Regions from separate parts of the Sus scrofa genome. Here regions 1, 2, 4 and 5 are each linked to region 3. A link is a contact called in public HiChIP or PLAC-seq data. All regions are on one chromosome and are shown on one strand. The core of a region is the stretch at or near the end of the contact, and the rest is flanking DNA. Distances in the headings are between cores, read along the strand shown.

Region 1 (3,098 bases), core at 508-3,007, 190 kb before region 3:
AAAATTAATTTTAGTAAAATCACACAATGAAACCAATAATCACAGCCAGAAAATTTCTCTTATGAACCTATGCATTACATCAATAAAAAAATAAAAATAAGGAGTTCCCGTCGTGGCGCAGTGGTTAACGAATCCGACTAGGAACCATGAGGTTGCGGGTTCAATCCCAGCCCTTGCTCAGTGGGTTAACGATCTGGCGTTGCCATGAGCTGTGGTGTAGGTTGCAGACGTGGCTCAGATCCCATGTTGCTGTGGCTCTGGCGTAGGCTGGTGGTTACAGCTCCGATTTGACCCCTAGCCTGGGAACCTCCACATGCCTCGGGAGCGGCCCAAAGAAATAGCAAAAAGACTAAATAAATAAATAAATAAATAAATAAAAATAAAGGTCATAATCTAAAAAAAAGGAAAAAGAGTTATGGAATAATACTTTCAATTTCATGAATGTATTTTTGAAGAAAAAGATGAAAACTTAGACTTACCTATTGATCTTTAATAGTAATGAATAGCAATTGCTATAGTTTCTGTTTTTGCAATTAACTTCTGCACATTTGTCAATGACTTTGTCAAACTCCTTTTTCTTCCCATATTCATGATGTGTTGATCCATCTTTGATCAAAGAACATTTTTCATTAATTTTAATTTCAGAAGCTCTCTTTCACCTGAAGTAACAGTTTAAATAAATAGGAAGAGTTTTCAACATAAGGATACATTTGGCAGAGATGCATAAAAATCCCATTTGACAATAAATGCCAGAAACTTTAAACACAATAAAAACTCCATGTGGTCACACAGAATGACAGAATTGAAGTAACTCAAGTTCTGTTTGTCTCTACCATCATTGTGCTATGACTGTTGATTTTGAATCAATTGTTTGAATTGAATTTGAAGGAATCTGAAGGACCAAAGAGGCTGATCACGTATGCTCAAAACAAGCTTTCTTATGCAGTTACTCTCAAAATAAATGCAGAGTTAATTCTCTGAATCAACTTTAACACAGAATATGTTTACTAAAGAAGAAGCAATAGAAAATGTGTTAAACTGCAGCTTACATTTATACTGTTAAAACTCAACAGCAATTGCAGCATTTTTTTTTTTTTTCTGGTGAGCGGTGAGCATTTTTTTACCGGCATTGTTTAGAATTGCTTGCCATGGTGATAATAGGAAGCAGACTGGATTTCTAGCTGGTTTTATTAGTTTTTAGGTCTTTTCCAGGCCAGGGACCCTTGGGTGGCCTGCCCCTGGGTGGACCACTCCTCCCGTCCCTGGCACCACACTGAGGTATAATTGCTTGTGCTGGATCCAAAGCATAATAAATGACAATAATGCATGGGGGTTGAAGGGATGATAGAGGCACAGAGAGGCTGTTGGTCAGCAAATACCTGGTACATTCTCTGATCCTGATACAATCAAGTGGATTTTTTTTTTCACTTCCTACTCTTAGAATAAAAGGGAAAAACAATCAAGCATCATTAGCTTAAATATCCTTCTTTCGCATAAAAACATTAGTGATTCCCACAGCTTTGCAGGCTACTTGTGTAGCTCTTATGTGGTCTGACATTTCTCCTCTGAACTTTTTCCCATTTTGTTCTACTCCGTGGCATTGGTTGTGACCCCTAATTTCATTTTGCACTGAACTCAGCACTGACTTTATCTTTACTAATAAAACATGTGACATGCTTTGCTGAGTCTTCAGAACTGGTTTAGTCATGAAGGCAGAGGCATTGGAGGTGTGAAGGTGCTGGAACCATTATGAGGGCTAAAATGATTGGTAAGGGAAGCAGGAAGGAAAAATAGCGGAAGTCATGACTTATCCTTCTAGGTTTGTTATGTATGACATTCCTCTTTTTTTCCCCCCTGTCACCGCATCAGACAGATATATTTAGATCCACTCTTGCATTAATAGATGGTTTTCTGGAAAGGGTGATTTAAAAGCACTGAACTTCTAACATTAGTTCTGTATACTCTTTTAGGTTAAATATTGTTTGCTCTGCACAAGCTTCTGGAAAGCAGCTATCTCTGGAGTGTAGGTACCTCTGGGAGAAGTAGCACATCAAGTCTAACACTTTAGCATAAATGAGTGCTTTCGATTGCTTTCTCTGTTAACTATTAGCAGGATGGGGATTCTGGGAAAATAAAAAGTCATGGAGACACGTCTCAACTCTGCCCGGCACAACCCTGAATGTGTATGTTTGCTTTAAGGAATTCCAATTTGCTCTCTGAGGATAAACAACAAAAAGATCCACCCTGTTGATAAGAGGTCTGAAGGAAATTCATAGCTAAAGAATAACATGTTTGGGAGTTCCCTTGTGGCTCAGTGGGTTAAAGATCCGTGTCACTCCTGTGGCTCTGTTACTGCAGTGGTGTGGGTTCAATCCCTGGCCTGGGATATTCTGCATGCCTTGGGTGTGGCCAAAAATAAATAAATACATAAAACAACAACATGTTTTAATTTAATTTTTCTCCCAAGAACCGGAATATCCTCCTAACCTACAACACAGCCCCCACTTTGCCCCCAGAGTGCCAGAGGCACCGTGCCATCATTTGTATCTCATTTTTATTCTACTCGAATATGTCTAGAGAGAGGGTCCTTTGAGATTTCTTCTTGGCTCTGCTTCAGACTCTATAATAGCAATGGATCCATGCTTCTTAATCCTGCAAGGGCAGGTGGCAGCAAGCCAAAGTGGGCTCCAAGGAGTGTGTTTGTAGGAGTGGCACTTTCAGCTTGCATTAAAAAATCAGGAGCCAGCCAGGACAAAAGCCTGGACTGACAGCATGCCCCTAAGAAGGGTGCCTGCACTAAGCTTTAAAAAAAAAAAAAAGGAAGAAAGAAAAGCATTTTATTTTCTATTGACTTGAGCTAATGTTATGGGCCAGCTTTTGTTCCTAGAAGCATTGCGTGTGTGTGCACATGTGCACATGCACATGCATACAACTACTTGATCACACAGCTGCTACCTGAAAAATCACATAGGCAAGTTATAGAGATGATGCTAGAAAGTGTTAAAAAGGCAGCTGAAAGGATGCCCACCAAGGTTATCAAGAGGAAATGGGGTAACCTTGACCTTGTTAATACTTTGTCTCCTCTTAAGGTTTAAAAA
Region 2 (2,901 bases), core at 252-2,751, 170 kb before region 3:
ACGGTGACCCAAACCAGGCTGGTGACAGCGGAGTGAGGGGACGGCTTCTTGAATATATTTTAGTGGTAGAAATAACAGGTCTTGTCACTGGGATGGATTTAAGGAGTGAGGTAAAGTGAGGGGTCAATAAGAACTCTCAGGTTTCGGCTTAAGCAACAAGTGGAAAATGAAGCCATTTACTCAAAGAGGGGAAGTCTGGAAGAAAACAAATACATGTGAAGAAATCCAAACTTCTGAAGTGGATGTAATAAGTTTGACTTACCTGAGCTAGAACCCATGGAAATAGACAGAAGAAACAGAGCACAGAGAAGTGTGGGTCGGAGGTAGGGATGTAGATGTTATCAGCATTAGTCTTTGCTGATTTGGGGGGTTTGTTTTGTTTTGTTTTGCACCTGCCCAATTTCCATTCATCCTTCAGGTGTCAGCTTTCTCAGCGAGGCTTTCCCCCCCCACCCCCGTCCCCAGTATACATCGCTATGAATTAGGTGCTTTACTGGGCTCTCTCTCAAATAAAATTTTTCCTTAGAGGTGCTTATTATGGTTAGAAATTAAGATTTATGCTTGCTTGTTCTTTAGGGAGGAATCTCAGCCCACACCAAGATGCTCTAGAAAAAAAAAAAAAAAAAAAGATTTTACTTTTCTATAATGGAATCATTTGGGCCCTAAATTAAAAACAAAAACCAAACAAACAAAAAGAATGCAAAGAAAAAAAAAGAAAAGAGGGCCTGGAGGGGCGTGCAGACAGAATGACACATTTATGGGTCAAATAGAAGAGGAAGCTGGCTCAAGCCGCCAAGAAGGAGCTGGGAAGAAAACAGTCTGGGATGTAAGGGGAGACAAGGACTGAGGGAGTGACACTGTATCAAATTCTGCTGAGAAGTAGGATGGAAAGACTGAAGTGACTACTGGATTTATATCGTGGTGGGCATGGGGTCCTTTGTAAGAGCAGTTTGGGTGAAGCAGTGTGGACTGAAGGCAAGTTGCAGTGAGGAAATAACAACTGGAAAGGAGGAGTGAGAAATAATACATAAGGACTATTGTTCTAAGACGTTTTACTGCTGGCAGGGAGAAAACTAGGGCAGTGGCTAGAAAGGTATGTGGGGTGGAGGAGGTAGCTCTGGGCGATACTGAAGCATATCCATGTGTACATGACGACAATGGATTGAAGGGGGATAGGGAGAAATAATAGCAGAAGGAATTAGAGAAGAATAAAGAAAGAAGAGGAAGGGAGCAAGCAGGTAGGAAGGTGGTGACACAGAGAATGGAGCCAAGTCTTTGAAGGCCATGGCCAAGGGCAGCCCATGCCATGCCCACAGGGTGGAGAGGCGAGGTCAGCTGCTGCTCCTGGAGGGGGACGCCATCGCTGGCTAAGTGGTTAGTCAGTCTGTCGGCAGCCAGACCCTGGCCCCTGGCCAACCACATATTGGAGCAAAGTAAGAGTCTTCTGGCAGGCGTCTTTGAAGAGGAAGGATGGTGTGGGCGAGTGCTGAGCAGTGGGAGGGCAGCCAGGACCAGCTTAAGAAGGAGTAAACTCAGCGGGAGCCTGCAGGGGAAGGGCTATGGGGTGCCATCCTAGCATCCCCTTTCTTTCTCTCACCCACACAGCCTGCAACCAAAGGGGTGGGGTACAATTGCACTCATTTCTCTTACCACCTCTCAACTCTGCCACTCCAAGGGGGACCGCCCCTGCAGCCGCCTGAACCTGCCACAGGAGCAGATGGGCACCACTCCCAGCTGCCTGGGCAGGCGAGCCAGGGAGACACGGCAGCCCCACGCTGACCTCGCCTTTGTGATGGAGAGTCTGAAGCATAGGGACAGGGGATGGTCCTGGCTGCCTGGCGGGAGGCCTGGGCTGGCTGAGTCACAGAACCACACAGAGGAGCAGACTTGGGCTCCCGGACTGCAAGAGCCCGGAGAGAACATCTGCTACAACACACAAAGCCTTTCAGTGTCCCCACTCGCCTCAGACGAGGGCTTGTCAAACTTCAATAACATGCAAGAGAATCATCAAGAGATTGTGTTAAAATGCAAATTCTGAGTCCACAGTGCTGGGGTGGGGCCTGAGAGTCAGCATTCCTAACAAGTTGCAGGGTGATGCCGACATGGATGCTGTTTTGAAGAGCAAGGCTTGAGAGGCCTGATGGGGTTAGGACCTCTCTTCCATGGAAAATACACATCAGCTTATATGCACAGACTCTTCACACCATGTGGGCGTCACGTAGACCCTTGAGGCTTGTGGTCTGACCCCTGGGGACAGTGACTCCTGCCCTACATGATTATTGCCAGATTGTTGCCCTTCCCCCAATTCCACTCCAGAAGGTCTCAGAATTGAGAGGATTATTAGAATGACCTGGACCCCTGTTAAAAATGCAGATACCCTGCCCCCTTCCTCATTCCCAGTGAACGGATTCAGTAGGTCTGGGGCAGGGTGCAGGAATACATGTTTTTATCAAGTTCCCCAGGTGAGTCTGATCCAGGTATTTTCACTGAACACACCTGAGAAGCACTAAATACACTCACTTAGGTTCATGTTTTCCCAGGAATATGTGTACTGAAGTCTGAAAATCTCAGGACTGGAAGGAATAAAGATATGATTGAGGAAGTTTAAGTGCTTAGGTTGGTATTTTTGCTCAAGAGATACCCTGAAACACTCAAATCACCCCAGAGTGATTACTGTGACGGCCCGCTCCACTGATCCTACCTTTCATCTGAGGGGTTGCTGGTCCCCAGGGAGGCGAGAGCTATTTTTCAAGCATTGGTGGTGGATTTGAAGAGGCTGATCAGGTTCCCCAGAGGACCAGGGACACCTCCTTCCTAGCTGCTCTGTTCTCCCTTTGTGGGAAGGTTCTGGGGTCTTTCAGACACTTTCAAGTCATAGGACAAATCTTTCTTCTGCTAATG
Region 3 (2,732 bases), core at 81-2,580:
TAAGAGATAGAATAATTAGGATTTCTTGGCTGGCTGAATGTGGCACAGAGTAAAAAAATAAAAAATAAATAGCTAGAAAGTTTCTTGTTTAGGAGATTTTGTGAATGATGACACCACCAAAGCAGACTAACAACATAGGAGGAGGAGCATTCTGCAAAAAAGGAGAGATAAAAAGCATGAGGAACACTTTAGTGAAAAGTGCCACATCATGATGTGTCCTGCTACAAGTGCAGGGGACAGATAATGTTGCTAACGAGGGTCACTTGTTGCCGCAATGGTTGGTTGTGAGTTGACCTCCAGCTGCATCCTGTGAGGTTGCTCTGTCTCACGTCCACGGCCGGTCTTACATGCAGATCTCGCCCCATGGCATGATCACTATGGCCATTAGAGGAACTCTGAGACTGTAGGAATGGGGCAGAACAGGCCTAGAGCCACCCTTAGAGACCCACCTAGGAGGCCTCTCCTACTGACAGTGGGCCTGGCGTATACCACTTTCATATGTTCTAAATATCTGGAATTTGGGCAGAAATCTGCGGTAGTGGGAAACTGAGCACACCAGGGTAGATATTCTGACTGTTGTGATCATCCTCAGGCCCTAATCAGACCTCCCAGCCTGAAGGATGAAGAGGGAAGAGGAGTCCTTTCCAAGCAGACTAGTCTTCTCTCCCCACCCCAAACACCTTCTACCCATGTCAGAGCCTCTGCTGCTTCTTCTTCCTTGCCCCCAAATTGTCTTCCTCCTCCACACTGGGCAAGTCTATTGGCCAGGCAGCTTCCTTCTGAATGGCAGTTACTGCCTCCCTCTGGACTTGATAGGCTGTTTGCTGCACAAATAGAAGGCTTTTGTTCAGCTTGGGGTTTTTTTTATATTGATTATTTACTTTCACCTTGTTTTAAATAAAAGTTTGAGGCACCCTGCAGTATAATTTTTTTTTTTTTTAAGATAATGGAAGGACTGGCGGATGCCTTGCTTGGGGCTGACTCCGAGGAGGAAATGTCGAGGCGCCCCCTTCTGGCAGGTTTTGCTCCTGCAGCCTTCTGCTCCGCCGAATGCTGCAGCTTTTGGGAGGCCCTGCGCTGTTTCACGAGGGAGAATCACCCAGCTTCAGAAAACGCTCTCGTTTTCTGAAACAGTGGTCAGTGTCTCCTGCTAGACTGACCATGTTTAAAATTCATTCCATCATTTTCTGCCCTTCTCTCTCACTAGTTCTTGCACAGATCTTCAAACAAATATTAATTTGTTCTTCCGTGGAACATTTCCTGGGCCCTGACGCTGAGGCAGCACTTTGCTAGCAGGGTGAGCTTTCAGGCGAATGAAGCGCACTCCCTGCCCCGGGAGTCCGGCATCAGCAGAGCTGCCCACTTTCGGTAGTAGAGCCCTCGCCAGCCCAGGCTGGGAACAACTCAGAGTAAAAGAGCTCCCCTGTCTAGGGCTCGGACTCAGGCCCGTGGGTAACTTTAGCGTCTATCTAGAATTTTCAGGAAATGGGCGTATTTAATCGGGAGTTACCTTCCTTGTTATCCTGGTCCTTCGTCTAGGCTGAGGCAGAACGAGGCTGCCCCCTGCAGGTGGGAAGAAAAGGTACGCATCCTGAAGGGGGCACTCCTAAGCTCCTCCTAGGTGACCTTCATCGCAGAAGCCTCCTTCCACTGGGCGGAGGTAGACTAGAGCAGCGATGCTTGCTCGACAGGTGAGCCGCAGACGAGCGGCAGGGGCAGCACCTGGGAACTTGTTAGAAAGGTGAATTCTCAGGTCTTACCCTAGTGCTACTGAAAGGCAACTCTGGGAGTGCTAAGTCCCCCCTTAGCAAACCCTCCAGGGAATTCTGATACACCTCAAGTTCGAGAACCACTGGTCGGGAGCGAGCAGCGTAGCCACTTCCAGAAGCTTCTAGATTGCTTGGCTTCGCGAGACTTCGTCTCTCCTGCCTCATATCAGCCTCAGAACCACAGCATTTCAGAGGTACCTACTGCATACCCCTTCCCTTTACAAATAAGAACAATGAGGCGCAAGGGCGTGTGGTTTGCCCAAGACAATCCTGTCAGGGATTCTCCCCTGTGCCTCCCAGATGACACCAGAGGAAAAGGGAGGCCAGGGAAGGTGACTCTCCCAGGGTTCCTAAGACCTACCTGCTCTGGGTTTGGGGGCTCTCTCCTTTCGCCGGTATGTCTCTCCCACGCCGGTGCCTGAAGTACCGGCAGCTGTAGACCCACGGGATGGGTCTCTCTCCATCCCTCGTCTTGTCTTGGGCGGGCGGTGGGGGGTTTGGGGGGGCGGCGTTGATGTTCCCTTCAGCCTTCTCCTTTGCGATTGCCATAGTCCTGCCTGCAACTCATTCAGAGACCAAACAGGAAGGGCCCGGCTGTGAAAGGATCACAGCAGGATTTGGTTTTGTTTTTTATCAATCTCCAGGATCTGTAACTACTTGTCAATCACAGAGAGGTAGGAAGCCACCAGAAAGAGGAAAACACATTCCCTCTCTGCGGGGTCATGGGGTACAGATAGATGTCTTTGCTGGTAAGTGCCAGTGTCTTTTTGGCAGGTTGGAATGAAGGAGATGCTCTGCCTTCCTCTCCTCGAAATGTCCAGATGCTGATTTTCTAGAAGGGTGGTGAGGGGAGGAGAAAGAGAAAAGGAGTTCCTTGGTGGCCTAGAGGTTAAGGATTTGGCATTGTTACTATTGTGGCTCAGGCTGGATCCCTGGCAAGGTCACACCAAGAAAGGGGGGGGG
Region 4 (2,761 bases), core at 28-2,527, 140 kb before region 3:
TGATAGCTTATATGGGGAAAGAATCTGAAAAAGAATGGATATATATGTAAATGTATGGCTGATTCACTTGGTTAATACAACAATGTAAGCTACCTATGCTCCAATAAAATTTTCTTTTTTTGTCTTTTCAGGGCCATACCCGCAGCATATGGAGGTTCCCAAACTAGGGGTCGAATCAGAGCTGTAGCTGCCAGCCTACGCCACAGCTACAGCCACAGCCACACCAGATCTGAGCCGTGTCTGCAGCCAGATCCTTAAACTACTGAGGCCAGGGATCGAACCTGCGTCCTCATGGATGAGAGTCAGATTCGTTTCCGCTGAGCCACAATGGGAACTCCTCCGACATAATCTATATTTAAAAAAGAACCCACATCATATCTTCTTCTGAAGCACTGCTGGGCCCTCAGAACCAGGTCACTTTGTCCTCTTGGCTCTTGGCTTCTGGGTACTGTGGGACCCTAGAGCCCCTTTCTCTAGACCAGCAGTTCATATGCTGTGTCCAGAGCCCCCGGACGGTGAAGGCCAAGGAGGGAGGAGCCAAGGGTGTGTAAAAGTGTCAGCGTTAGTGCCTCATGTCAAATATCTGTGTTTGGGCTCTTGGGAAAGAGGGAGGAAGCATGAAATTGCTAATTCTTAAACTTCGTGGGGTCACGTACCTGTATGAGAATTTGAGATCGTCTCCTCAGAAAAAATGCATGTATACACCAAAATCTACAGACACTTTAGAAAGTTCATGGACCTACTTAATTAAATTATGTTACCATTTGGCGTGGAGTCCCAAATGGTCACTCACTGTGGTTTCTTAAAGTTTTACAAGAGAGGATTATCAGGCTTAAAGAAGTCCTGCAGGGCCCTAAGCTCCTCAAGGGTCGGGCTTAATAGAGGTCATTTGTAGACAGATGTCCCAGTTTATAGGTTCCATTTTCTTTCTTTCTTTTCTTTTTTGGATTTTTTTTGTTTGTTTCTGGGAACAGGAGGAACTCCTTCTCTAGAATGACACCCCAGGGATAAAGGCAGCCACATCCACCAAGGCTGAGAAAATACACAGAGGTTCAGCCAGGAACAAAAATTTCCCAAATTGGAAGATAGGGAAATGGAAATGCATGAGAAATGAAAATGCATGAGGCTCAACGGCACAAACTTTCAAACAAGAAAATAAAATTCTTGATTCGAAATCTCCTTGGGGAGCAGAGTTCTTTGCTCTGTGATGGGAACAAAAGGTTATTGCATTGCATGGTGGATGTTTTCTCATTAGAGTGTGGGCGGCTTGATGAGAGGCTTCCTGAGGCCTCTTGGCTCAAGTGCAGGGAGCAAAACATGAGTGGAGGTTGGAGGGAAGGGTGGAGCAGCCCACAAATGCAGAGACTGGATTATTAGGATGTGTGCTATCACCTGGGGGTACCATCAGTGACGCTTAGCTCTTCCTGCTTTGTCTAGAGCTGCAGCTCATGGGGCAACTGGTGTTCATAGCTTTGGAAGCTCTGCCCTCTTAAATCAGTGGCTCTCAGCTCTGGCTGCGCATCAGGGCCCCCTGGACAAAAAAGCTACTGTTGCCCAGACACAGCCATTTGACTGATCTACAGTGGGACCCAAAAGTCTCTGGAAATAAAAGCTCCTGGGTAATTTCCATGCACACCTAGGGCAGAGAATTACCACTTTAAAGGGTTGCTTGAAACTATAGCAGGTTTTCTGAGGAGCTGCAGAGATTTAGGAACTCAGTAATCAGAGGGAAGTTAAAAGGACTGTTCCTTTAACAAACATGACTCCCTCAGAGATTTAAAAAAAAATTACATCATCAAAGAAGGCTGACCAGGAAAATGGGCTTGTGAGTCTGACATGCGTCCTCCTTTCAGTCCTTAAATAAAAGAATCTGATCAGCTTCGGTAATAGAACAGAACTTCTATTAAATAGTTGATGAGAATTTCCAGGGAGAATTAATCAAGAAAGAGTTTAATACTATTTCAATTACATGTGAGTTAAATAATGCACGACATAAAAATTTAAACCAAACAGAGATCCAGTAGGCTGTGGGAGTCCCTCTGGTTAGGGGTGGAGGTGGGGGGGAGGGGGTTACTGACAGATGGAAGGTGGGGAAAGTTGGCCATGCACATGTCTTGGCAATAAAATCTACTGATTTTACACTTTGACAGGGTTTAATACTATTCCAAAGAGGTGCAGGTTAAATGTCACTTTTCTTCCAACTAGATTATTCTCATGTTTAGGAAGTAGACAGAAGGTTAAGGGTGACACCTGGGGACTGTTCAGTCGTGTATCATGTGTCGGAGCAATCAGTGAATTGGATGTTTTAGTTTGGGTTCCCACGGAAGTATGCTCTAAAACAAGGATTCCAGGACAAGCAGGTCGTTAGGAAGGGGATCCCAGGAAACACTGGAAGGGGAATGGAGAAGGGAAGCTGTGAAGGCAAGAAAGATTGCAAAGGATGTTATCAAACAGTGATCACTAAGGACAACTAGACAACTAGGTTTAACCTCAATGTGCAGACACGCCTCAGTCATCTCACGCGAGATACAAGGAAGCTGGGCTCGTTATCCATCATGTCCCCATCTACCATGGGTTGAAGGCTGCTTCTAGGACAGTAAGCCTCCTCCTCTGGCTCCCCGGCCAAATAAAGGCTCACAGAGACAGGGTGGCAGGGGTGTGAAATAAGCAGCCTTTGGTATACAGAAGTGAAAACAGAGATGATATAGGCAAAGTAGTGACAGTGTCTGCCACACCAGACGCCCTGCTGAGAGTAAAGCTG
Region 5 (3,120 bases), core at 84-2,583, 230 kb before region 3:
CATCTTAACCTGGTTTAATGTTTCCATTTTCCATAACATTTATCCCTTCTAATGTCTACTGAAATTACTTATTTATTGTGTCTGTGGATTATTTTCTGTCTCCCACCTATAATGTAGTCTCCATAAGGACAGGGATCTGTTTATTTTGTTCACCGATGTATTCTAAGCACCAGATCAGTGTCAGCCACCTGATGGGAAATTAGTAAATATTTTTAAGTGAATGAAAATTCAAATCTTCAGTGACAGAAGTGATAAAAATGAGAAATGTCTATAAAGATCACATCTATGTTGATTCAGTGATTTTTAAAGGGATTTTTATCTCTTACTTTCTGATGACAGAAATGAGCATACTCCTTCACAGACTTACATACTAAAAGCACTCACAACAGCTTATTCACTTTAACTTTTGCTCTTGAAGAACTTAATAACACATTCTGTCCTTCTATCCCTTCTTTTTTGGTAAACATTTTTTTTTTTTTGGTCGTCTTTTAGGGCTACACCCACAGCATATGGAGGTTTCCTGCTAGGGGTCGAATTGGAGCTGTAGCTGCTGGCCTACGCCATAGCCATACCAACACCAGATCCTTAACCCACTGAGCAAGATCAGGGATCGAACCTGTGTCCTCACGGATGCTAGTCAGATTCTGATTCCACTGAGCCACGACAGGAACTCCCGGTAAGCCTCCTTTTAAATACTCAAATAACCTGAGTATTTCTGCTAGGAAGACAACAGAAAGGCATCTAGCTGAAAGTTAGACTTATCAGGGAGACTTCCTGTTGTGGCTCAGCAGTAATGAACCTGACTAATATCCACGAGGATGGTGGTTCAATTCCTGGCCTTGCTTAGTGGGTTAAGGATCTGGCATTGCTGTGAGCTGTGGTGTAGGCTGAAAGCTGCAGCTCTGATTTCAACCCCTAGCCTGGGAACCTCCATATGCCACAGGTACAGCCCTAAAAAAAAAAAAAGAAAAATTATCAGGGTTCATGGTCAAAACAACTCATCAGTATTTATTCCATATTGTCTTTGGATGGCCATATGCACAGTTTCCTTCTGGACAGGCCTCATAGTATTCATAGAACGGTTAAACTGTTAAGGGCCTTAAATTCATGTGACCTGGTTTCTCAGCTGAAAGTGGGACGGTTTCTGACAGCAAGTTGGTTTGTGGGTAAAAGCAATGACGTCATTGGTCTAGGTCTGATGGCCACCATAGCTGTTACATGTTTATTTTAATAACTTCCCTTTTTGAGACATTTCATGAAGTACTTTTCTCAGTAGTATGAGGAAGACTACGTGTACTAATGACAAAATTTCTGAGGTTGCTTACGAGTGTTTTCTGGTAAGTGTCATTAATAAGTGACCACATAGTGGGTACAGAGGTTAAAATAAAGTCATTCATCTCACTGTCTTTCTCAATGGAAGGCCTAAAATAAAGGCTCTTTTATTCTCTAGTTTCCACCCATGCCCTTTTCCCTACTGCAGGGAAGCCTTAAGTGGATTTGCTATAACTGTGTTATGCACATGACAGATAGTATCTGTTATTATGATTAAATAACTGATTTATATTTTTTAAAAAGCAACTGTTTGTCACTTATAATGGCAGTTCTATTACTTAAAGTAACTTTGGATAGATCAAAATTTGTCACTCAATTTTTAATACTAGGGCTTGAAATTCGTGTTATATTTTTTAAATTAAAAGTAGTAGAGGAATATGATAACATTATAGGAAGTTTGGACAATTGAAAATTACCCATAATTCCATCTAACTGTTGTGATCATATGTGAACCAACAAAACAATCAATCTAATGTCAGTTGACAAGACTTGATACCTGCCCCTAACCTCCTCAGGGCTCAGGACAAAAGTAAAGACGGAGGAAAAAAAATATTCCAGGGTTAGTTGTACTTAACTAAGTTTTAGATGCTCTGCAAATCCACTTATTAATTCATTTTTGGCAATAATTTTTCAAGCACCTGTTGGTATTAGGACCCATGTTATGCTATGGGCATTTTGTTAGTACACTGGGAGAGGCCAAAGTCCTAACACTTGGCAAACATCAGCCACTCTGTGACTTCCTCTCCTACCCAGAACTCTAGGATGTCAGTCCAATAGTGATATTGTCATTTTTCTGCTTTGTATGAAGATAACGGCACTAATTCCTTTGCTTCTCCATTCTTTGTCTGCAGATGACCTGAGCCTAGATGGGCCTTAAATCTCTGAGACAGACTGAGCCCTCATAAATGGGCTGCTGATCCTAAAATAAAATTGTGCATCAGGTTTGGAGTCTGATGGAAAAGCCTGAGAGACACAGGTTTATTGCTAATTTAGACTACAAATGTCATCAAAAATAGAAACCCAAAAGGTTAGGTAACTTCTAAATTAAACACTCTTTCTTAGAATAATCACCATGTTACAGCATGTATGTACTTTTGTAGAATTTGAATAACACTTTATTACTCAGAATAATGCTCTATTCTTGTCACCAAATAATACTTGAGTACACACTCTTGTGTTCCCTGACTGCAGGAAGGGTGTTGCCCTGAATGCTGGCACACCCTGTGCAACAAAGCTTGGTTTGGGTGGAACTTTTCAGGTACTAAAAAATACCTGTTTCTATTCCCCATTCAGTCACAAGCAAGAGATCTAAGCTTTGTTATTTCTTTTCTCAATGTAAATGGACTGAGTCAGGCTTGAATAGTCACCATTAAGGACAGACCACGGCGGTATGGAAAATATGATTTGAATCTCCTTTCCATGGAAACTGGCTATGAAAAGGATAGGCCCATCAATCATAATTTGAAAGGCAAGTTACACATCCTTTGATGAAGCCTCTCAAGCTATTGCCGCAGCAAGTGGAACTGGGAACCCGTTTTCCAGCTGAGGAAATAGACCTGGTCATTTTGTATATTTCCACCTTGATAGCTTGGCCAGTGGGAGAAGCTTCCCGGGCTTAAATAATAGCTTTTCAGCAGTTCGTGTTTCTAAGTTTGAGTCTAAATTTAAGGGATGCTAATCCTTAACAGTTACAGAATTCCACAGAATTTTATCTAAAATGACATGAACTGGTTGTAATAGTCTGGGAGACAGTTCTTCATGAAGACACAGCATTGCCTTTATTCAAAG

What was found. HiChIP or PLAC-seq counts read pairs in DNA pulled down with a chosen protein or histone mark.
Region 1: a contact with region 3 is called in an H3K27ac HiChIP or PLAC-seq map of alveolar macrophages. The contact joins two enhancer-like sites. A contact is called at or near these places in 1 of 47 Hi-C or Micro-C datasets (embryonic fibroblasts) and 1 of 2 datasets of contacts at active chromatin or transcription factors (alveolar macrophages).
Region 2: a contact with region 3 is called in an H3K27ac HiChIP or PLAC-seq map of skeletal muscle, with 4 times the contacts expected there. The contact joins two enhancer-like sites. A contact is called at or near these places in 2 of 2 datasets of contacts at active chromatin or transcription factors (alveolar macrophages and skeletal muscle).
Region 4: an H3K27ac HiChIP or PLAC-seq map of skeletal muscle shows a contact between it and region 3. The contact joins two enhancer-like sites. A contact is called at or near these places in 9 of 47 Hi-C or Micro-C datasets (adipocytes, blood, fibroblasts and 5 more) and 2 of 2 datasets of contacts at active chromatin or transcription factors (alveolar macrophages and skeletal muscle).
Region 5: a contact with region 3 is called in an H3K27ac HiChIP or PLAC-seq map of alveolar macrophages. The contact joins two enhancer-like sites. A contact is called at or near these places in 1 of 47 Hi-C or Micro-C datasets (embryonic fibroblasts) and 2 of 2 datasets of contacts at active chromatin or transcription factors (alveolar macrophages and skeletal muscle).

Annotation. Positions count from the first base shown.
Region 1 is chr3:77,638,895-77,641,992 of Sscrofa11.1, reverse strand. No RefSeq gene overlaps it. Among named protein-coding and RNA genes, the nearest start is that of PELI1, 100 kb to the left of the region's middle. Within about 2 kb of position 1,757, at least 4 of the 83 cell types and tissues checked have an H3K27ac peak or open chromatin away from gene starts, as enhancers often do. A contact at or near this core is called in alveolar macrophages, where this site is marked.
Region 2 is chr3:77,614,476-77,617,376 of Sscrofa11.1, reverse strand. No RefSeq gene overlaps it. Among named protein-coding and RNA genes, the nearest start is that of PELI1, 120 kb to the left of the region's middle. Within about 2 kb of position 1,501, at least 41 of the 83 cell types and tissues checked have an H3K27ac peak or open chromatin away from gene starts, as enhancers often do. A contact at or near this core is called in alveolar macrophages and skeletal muscle, where this site is marked.
Region 3 is chr3:77,446,024-77,448,755 of Sscrofa11.1, reverse strand. No RefSeq gene overlaps it. Among named protein-coding and RNA genes, the nearest start is that of AFTPH, 25 kb to the right of the region's middle. Within about 2 kb of position 1,330, at least 46 of the 83 cell types and tissues checked have an H3K27ac peak or open chromatin away from gene starts, as enhancers often do. A contact at or near this core is called in alveolar macrophages, retroperitoneal adipose tissue, skeletal muscle and 1 more, where this site is marked.
Region 4 is chr3:77,589,672-77,592,432 of Sscrofa11.1, reverse strand. No RefSeq gene overlaps it. Among named protein-coding and RNA genes, the nearest start is that of LGALSL, 110 kb to the right of the region's middle. Within about 2 kb of position 1,277, at least 5 of the 83 cell types and tissues checked have an H3K27ac peak or open chromatin away from gene starts, as enhancers often do. A contact at or near this core is called in retroperitoneal adipose tissue, skeletal muscle and subcutaneous adipose tissue, where this site is marked.
Region 5 is chr3:77,671,859-77,674,978 of Sscrofa11.1, reverse strand. No RefSeq gene overlaps it. Among named protein-coding and RNA genes, the nearest start is that of PELI1, 67 kb to the left of the region's middle. Within about 2 kb of position 1,333, at least 7 of the 83 cell types and tissues checked have an H3K27ac peak or open chromatin away from gene starts, as enhancers often do. A contact at or near this core is called in alveolar macrophages, where this site is marked.